Linked DNA regions of Dromaius novaehollandiae: region 1 is linked to region 2. The links are chromatin contacts, called in public Hi-C maps. All regions are on one chromosome and are shown on one strand. Each heading gives the region's core, a stretch centred on a gene start, on an enhancer-like site or on the middle of the called end of the contact. The rest is flanking DNA. Distances are from core to core; before and after follow the strand shown. Region 1 has its middle 24 kb from the start of ARHGAP42. Region 2 has its middle 81 kb from the start of PGR.

What was found. Hi-C and Micro-C count contacts between places; a contact is called where the count stands out from the background.
Region 1: a Hi-C map of ovary shows a contact between it and region 2, with 5 times the contacts expected there. The contact joins two enhancer-like sites. A contact is called at or near these places in 2 of 4 Hi-C or Micro-C datasets (brain and ovary).

The regions. Positions count from the first base shown.
Region 1 is chr1:204,728,119-204,732,013 of bDroNov1.hap1, forward strand. No RefSeq gene overlaps it. Among named protein-coding and RNA genes, the nearest start is that of ARHGAP42, 24 kb to the left of the region's middle. Within about 2 kb of position 2,048, at least 2 of the 2 cell types and tissues checked have open chromatin away from gene starts, as enhancers often do.
Region 2 is chr1:204,409,731-204,413,671 of bDroNov1.hap1, forward strand. No RefSeq gene overlaps it. Among named protein-coding and RNA genes, the nearest start is that of PGR, 81 kb to the right of the region's middle. Within about 2 kb of position 2,606, at least 2 of the 2 cell types and tissues checked have open chromatin away from gene starts, as enhancers often do.

The sequences.
Region 1 (3,895 bases), core at 798-3,297, 320 kb after region 2:
TTTATAAACTAGAAGTGTAATTGGCTGGTGCATATTCTAAAGACACTAAAGTCAAACAACCTATCCTTATATTTGCAAGAGCTCCTGGTGATTGTGTAGCCTTCTTTTCAGTACCAGATTTTTCCATGATATAAATGTCAGTGCCTTGAGCACACTAATACACCTTAATTGCCCTGACCAGCCTCACCTGGGACTTCCACCCACGCCCTCTGCCCCTTGGTCTAGGAGCTGCTTTTCAGCTCAGGCTTGGGCAATCAGCCCTTGCCTGAGCTGTGCCATAGGTGTATCTGTCTGCTGTGGTGCTTCTGGCCTTGTCTTCTTGATAGACTCAGATCTGTCTTGTAGGTTGGTTGTCTCCGGTGCTGTCTTCTGGTGGACCTCAAGCCTATGTAATCTTCTCTACCCTCATATCTCTGGCCCTGCTTCCTGCTGCTTCTGAGTGGGCAACCTGCATGGCCTATGGGCTCGACTGACCTTGTCTGGGGCTGCCGGTGTTACCAGCACCCTGCTTTACCCACCCTGCTGAGGTGCTGCAGGCCTGTGCCTGGTGGGTGATGGCACTGACCATGCCATCGCCAGCCCTGGCTCCCGACTCACCCTCCCTCATGGAGCAGCCCTGTAGCAGCGAGGGGGTGGGTGCAGCTCCTGCTGTGGCCTTGCTGCCACTAGCTCCAAGGCAAACGCAGCACAGCCGGGGTGGGCAGGAGAGCAGGACTATCCCTTTCGCTGGCAGCCTGTCATTAAGCTGCTTTGGGTGTGTTGTGAGTTTACACCTGAGGTGTCTTTCTGCTATCACAATCATTTTTCTAGGACTTAGCTTCTGAAAACCAGTTTTTTATCCAGTGCTTTGAACTTCATGGTCTCTTTTCACTTGAAGTAACTGAAAATCCATATCTAGTTTCCTGTGCTGGTGATTTAAGTGCACAGTGGAGTCATAGTTTTAAAATGTTGGCTAATCTTTAGGTGGAGTTTGAAGGTGACCTTAAGCAGGTTCCTCATTTAGCCAGATCACCCTGAGAGTGAAGCCTGATCCCCACCAGATCAGGCACGTATACTTAATACCTTTGAGTAGCCATTTGCACTCTTCCTTCTGTCATTATCATTATAGTTTTCTTTTCATTAGATCAGTATCACTCTACTCAGTTGACTGGGAATTTCCCCCAGGAATATGCCTTGCCAAAAGCAATATTATTTCAGGACAGATTTGCATGAGAACAGGTTTTTCAGGTTCTCAGTGGTAAGCTATATGGAAATATGTAGTTTGGAAAACTTGTTTTTTTTTTTTTTTTTTTTTAAAGGAAAATCCAGCAAGGTCATAAACTCTTTTATATAAATGTGTATATATATATATGCATACACACACACACACACACACACATATATATATATATATACAGACACACACACATATACATATATATCTGCTTTCACTCCGCAAAACAATTGCCAGCCAGCAGTGCAACTAAGGATTATGGCTAGCATATGGCACGTATTATTCTAGAGCCTTTTATCTCCTCAGGGGAAAATGGCACATCTATTTTTAAATGGTTGTTTAAATTACCAGTGTGATGAAAGCTTGAAATATTTTCTTCTTTTACTTCCATAAAGTAGAAAAAAGGACCACTTTATTGAAATTATGGAGGTTCACAACTTACTCTAATGCTGTTCTTCCCCAAAATAATACTTTGCTACAGATCCAAGTGTGGGAATTTGTGTTTAACAAAATACAGAAATACAGTTTAAACTGTGAATGATGCTGAATACATGCTTCTGACAGGGTGGCTTGTCATGCAGTGGAAGATGACAGCCACATTAAAGTAGGTCATACTATAGTTTCAAAGTTTTGTTAGAAGGCTAAAGAAGTGATGTTATGGATGCCTTCTTCCACATCTAAATCTTATCCCAGGGCCAGCTAGGCAGCATCCTCATGCACTATTGCTTTGCTGTTGGAGTCCCTCCCCTGTTCTCACTCTGAGTCTGTGGAAACTCCTGTAAAAAGCTCTGTCATTCAGTCTTGGAACAAACTAAAATGCTGTAACCTGAGGAAACCCTTAATTAGGGCACAGCTGTGGCTGACTCTGCTCAGTCTGTGTCAGCAACCCACTTACAGCCTGGGACTCCCAACAGCGTGCATGCACTTACACAAGCACCCTTAGCATAACTATAAGCTCAAATGAAGGCATGTAACTGAATATCCACATTCAAAAAGCCCAGCTAATGTAATTGGGCATGCAATTGTGCAAGCAGATTTGGGTGTACACTTTTTAACACCAGGCTAGTAAGGCTGTATTTTTAGCAGTTGTTTTCATTTGTGCTTACTTGTATTGAATATTGTATTTATCCCATTCAGATTTGCAGCTCACTTTGAAGAACCACATCTGAAACTCGCATGACAATATGAAGAGGTATATCTTTTAAGATAGGATGAGCATCTCGTTTGGTTTTAATCAGCCAATTTGCAAAAACAGATTTAACCTGATATAAATAATCTCATAATTGAAGTAAAGGACATGCAATTAAATGGTTAATAATGCTGAAATAGGCCTTCTGCTCATTAAAATAAAATCTTGCAATGATTGACTTCTATGCAGATAATTTTCCCCCCTACTTAAGGGGAATTATATATTAAGTTTTAATGTGCCTATGCATTTAACTGCCTAAATGTCATTTTTACAGTGGTTCAGTGGTATACGCACAATAAACAATTTTGTAAAACAAATTTGAAAACAGAGCACTTACTCAAATAAATGTTGCATGTGACATTTTACTTAAATATTAGGGATATGATATTTACATTGAAATCTTCAGAGTTTATGCTAAAATATTTATTAAGCTTCAAACATAGATTCCTCTAATATAAGCAAATTACTATTTGTGATAGAAATGCTAGTCTTTTTTAGTTTTGTATGCACATAATTCAGTCCTGAAATGCCCTCTACTGGTCATAGTCAGAAGGCAGTCAGGAAAGCAAAGATATTTCAGGGTAGGAAAACAGATGTGATAATATGAGTTATATCATCCAGCACAGTTTCTGATTTTTGAAGGAATATATTTATCAAAAAGTATCTAAAATTTATGATTGTCTAATATGAAACAGTTTAAAAGGAGAATCTAATTAGCACCAGATAGACTTTACAGGGGATGTTTCTAAACAAAACTTTTTTTGGTACTAGAATTAAAACACTTTTACTTGACATGACCTGTTCTTTCCTCACTCCAAGTCACACACGGAATTATGTTACTGAAGCTAACTGGACTGGAAAAAATGATGAGTTGCAGCATATTGATATTCTAAAATTGTGGAGTGAGCAGAAGCCAAATGTGTAACATAAACAAGGACAAAGTTGTAGCTAGCAGAGAGTAAAGAGGATCACTACTGGTGCCTGCTGATCAGTCAGTGTTGCCTTCCCTTCCCTATTATAGTATGTTCCTAGGATCCTTGAAGTAGAAGAGGGGATCTGCATTGCTTTGATGGATGGGCCCAGAGAGCAGAAGATGTTAATGTGATCGGGTCAGTGTACAATAGTAGACAACTAAGTGTAGTTTGGGACTCTGAGTACAGTGATGGTACTCATGCTAAGTAGCATGAAAAGACATGACCATTAAAATCTTCCTGAACTTTATATATGTTAAAAATAGAAAGTGATTGATGTGTTTGAAGTATAAGATATTAAGGCTTTGATTTTGTCAAAGTCCTTCCTCTTAAAATATATGAACACATACATACATGAGCCCTTTCCTTGACAGGCTTATAGATTAAAGATGCTTTTGTAGTTCTTACCATTTGAATTAGATCCTGCTTCTTTTAAGACAAGACAAAAGCATTCAAGTGGTGAAACAAATGAACAGCATCATTTGGAAGTTTCCCATTTCTGTTGTTTGTTTTTACTAACAA
Region 2 (3,941 bases), core at 1,356-3,855:
CAAAGACAGCCTGAACTTTCTGGTAGGTAAATTATGATTAAATTAATTAGGGTACTCTTACCACTCCAGACTTCACAGACCCTAAGTCAAGTTAATCAACCACAATGACTTCAATAGCATTACACAAAGAATTAATTTGCCTTCCTGTGTACCCAGACAATTTAAATTAAGCTTTCTAATGGGACTGAGAATTACCTTTATGCATGCTGTTCTTGCCATACAAACCTTCAGTTGTTTGTCCAAAGCAAATTCAGTCTAATAGCAAATGTGAAAACAACCTGGGAAACTAGTCTTCAAATGCAATCTCAGCTATTTGGAAGATACTATTTCTCAGTTCAGGCAACTTGGTGGGTAAGAGGGATGTAAAGGAAATGTTAAAATGGGGGTTGAATTAAGACAAAGTCTCTGCAGGGCTATATGGGTAGGACCCTAGAGCCCTGAATGGAATGTTTCTGGAATCTCTGAAGACATGGTTTAATAGCTATTGAAAATTTCTAGTCCTAAAAATTATGGAGAAAAAACTAAGTATAGTTCAAATATAACTGAAGTAGTAGTGGCTGATCAAATAAGACAGATTCAAACAACCTCTCAGAAGCAATTGGGCCACCAGACATCTCAGGAGAGACTTAGATGCATAATTTGCTTCTTTCCCAAAAAACATATGGCAGTATGTGTCTGCATGTAGATGACAGGAAATGAAAGCATTGATGACTCACCATTAATTACTGAGCCTCAACAAGACTTTTTTTTTTAGTGTAATCCAAACTACGCATATTTTCTGTCTGGAACAAAGAGAGGATTCGATGTAACCTAGGAACATATATGGTTTCCGCAATAACTTTTTTCCAGTTTATGGGAATTACGTTCTCTATTGTTAGGCTCTCTAACACTTTCTACTTCATTGCTACTAAAGCCTATCTTCTGCTAAGCCCATCCCCATAAATGTCACAACTGGGTACATAAATACATGAAATATTGTTCTATTTCCAATTAAGCAAATATTTTAACAATTTTATATTCCTGAATGCATTTCTATGTTCCTCCATCTATTCTTTTCCTAAGTAAGAATGAAATTGAATAACAATAATTTCCCACAGCAGTGCCTTGTCCCTGCCAACATAAATTCGTTATATCATGGCCAGAGGCCTAAATTAACAAGTCCGGTTAGGAAATAGATGTATTCATTGGGTAATGATTATAGTATAACATATTTATCTTTGTGCAGTACATTTATCAGGGTCATGGCTAATTATACTAGGTGCATCAGCTCTCCAGAAATCTTGCTAAAAAAAGGGGAAAAAAAGTTTGTCTGAGTAAACTCAGTTCTGGAAACCTGAACTAATGTCCTCATTCTTTTTTATAGTTATTTAGTGTAAAAAGGACTTAAGAGAAGAAGCCCAGGAATGCCACTGTACTACAAAGGGCCCCATACCACAGACTAATTTTCAAGGGGCGTTTCTTTAGATGCTGGGAGCACCCAGAACTGTGAGGACCCCAAAGCACTTTCTTTGGGTTGCTTATCCTCAGCTCTGACATTGCAAACCCTATAAAAATCAAACTTCATAGCCACATTTGTATTTTACTTGCACTCTTTGGCTGTAACAGCAGTGCTTACAGTGGAACAACCTGGATGGGCATCAGTGTTAACACAACAAATCAGTCACTGATGGACTGATGGGTCTCTCTGTGTCCCTCAAACCATGAGCTCTCTTCCTGGGACCAGGCGTCCGAGTGCGCAAGTAGCCTGCCTTCCAAGCATGAACACAAGCCATAATTCAAGTTCAAACCTGCCTCTCGTTCAGATTATCTGGATGCAGGTCAGGCACACATACCTTCGAAGTAGGCTGAAGAATGTTTCTAGCTGAAGTGTGTAGCGACCTGACGTAGGAACACTGTTTGCTTGGCTTGAGTTCACTGTTACAGTGCTCACAATGCCTTTATTTGACTCTACATGGCTCAAGGCAGATGAATTGGACAAAAAGCCTCAAAGTCAGGTACAACAAGGTTTAATTAGTGACACAGATGTAAGGACTGTAGACATCTAAGGCCAGCAATAATGAACAGAATGTGCCAATGCACATGCTTTCAGTGATATGTGTCAATGATACAATCATGTTACCCAGGAAAAACATCCATCAAAAAAAAAAAAAAAAAAAATGCAGTGTTGAATGGAACTAACATCTCAGGGAGATCTCTCAGGCACACAGTGACTGAATGATCAAACTGCAGAAAATCACAAAGAAAAACTTCAGTTGCAACAAGTATTCTGACAAAATTTATTTTGAGCTGTTTATGTGTCATCTGCAGTATAAACTGAACCTTCCATTTGCATGACTTCTTAAACAAAAAAGCAAAGTTTGACACTATAGAAGCTACTTCCTAGTGTTTAGTTAAAAGGTAGATCTAAGTTCCAGGTAAATTGCAAGTGCAAAGTAAGCCAAAGCTTTGTTTGAGTCTGTATCAATATGCAAACGTTTTAAAAATAAAAGTGGCAAAAAAGTTTAGTGAATTAAATACCTGCAATTTTAAAGGAATATGCAAGAACAAAATCCACCACACTGTGGCAGTAATTCCCCATTATTGCTTAAAAAGTAAGCAGTAGGCTAACTGTACATAATCCTTTCAAACATCTGAAATCTGATCTCACTGACCAGTGATTGCAACACATAGTCACACACCGGCACACACATACACACACATACACATACACCACACACACACAACACACACACACACATATAAATAAATAAATAAAAATATACCTGTGCATATATATAATACATATATATATGTCATATGTGTGTGTGTGTGTGTGTGTGTGTGTGTGTACGTGTATACATACAAGACATACTCAGAAGCACACACAACACATGCCCAGAAGTACACATCTTTAAAAATCTTAGGAGTGAAACTAGGAACAGGAAAAGTTGAAGACAGCAATATGTCAATAAGGCACAACACTCTCAACAAAAAATAACTATTGTTATAACATTATATTAATTAAATTTCATACAATCACAAGATGGCTGAGGTGAGAAGGGACCTCTGGAGATTGTCTAATCCAACCCCCTGCCCCAGCAGGATCAGCTAGAGCAGGTTGCTCAGGGTTGTGTCCAGTTGGGTTCTGAATATGCCCAAGGATGGAGACTCCACAACCTCTCTGGGCAACCTGTTCCAGGTTTCAACCATCTTCACAGGAAGAAAGTTTTTTCTTGTGTTCAGATGAAACATCCTCTTGAGCCTTCTCCAGGCTGAACAGTCATATGAGAGATGCTCCAGCCCCTTCAATTATTTTTGTGGCCCTATGCTGGACTCACTACAGTAGCTCCATGTCTCTCTTGCACTGGAGAGCCCGGCACTGGACCCAGCACTACAGGTGTGGTCTCACCAGGAGTTAGCAGAGGGGGAGGATCACCTCCCTTGACCTGCTGGCAATGCTCTGTCTAATGCAGTCCAGGAGGCTCTTGGCCTTCTTTGCCACAAGGGCACGTTTCTGGCTCGTGGTCAACTGTTGCCCACCAGCAACCCCAGGGCCTTCTTTGCAAAGCTGCTTTCCAGATGGTCAGCCCCCAGCCTGTCCTGGTGTATGGGGTTATTGCTTCCCATGTGCAGGACCTGGCATTTTCCTTTTTTGACCTTCGTGAGATTCCTGTTGAGGAATTTCTCTATCCTGTTGATGTCCCTGTGAATGGCAGCACAACCCTCTGGTGTAATAACCGCTCCTCCCAGCAAACATGCTGAGAGGGCACAGAGTCCCATCATTCAGGTCATCAGTGAAGATGTTAGAGAGTATCGGCCCCAGTATCGGCCCCGGGGGACACCACTAGCATCCCCAGATGGATTTCACACCACTGATCACAACCCTCTGAGCCTGACAGTTCAGGCAATTTTCAGTCCACCTCACTGACCATTTATCTAGTCCATTATTTAAGAGACATTGC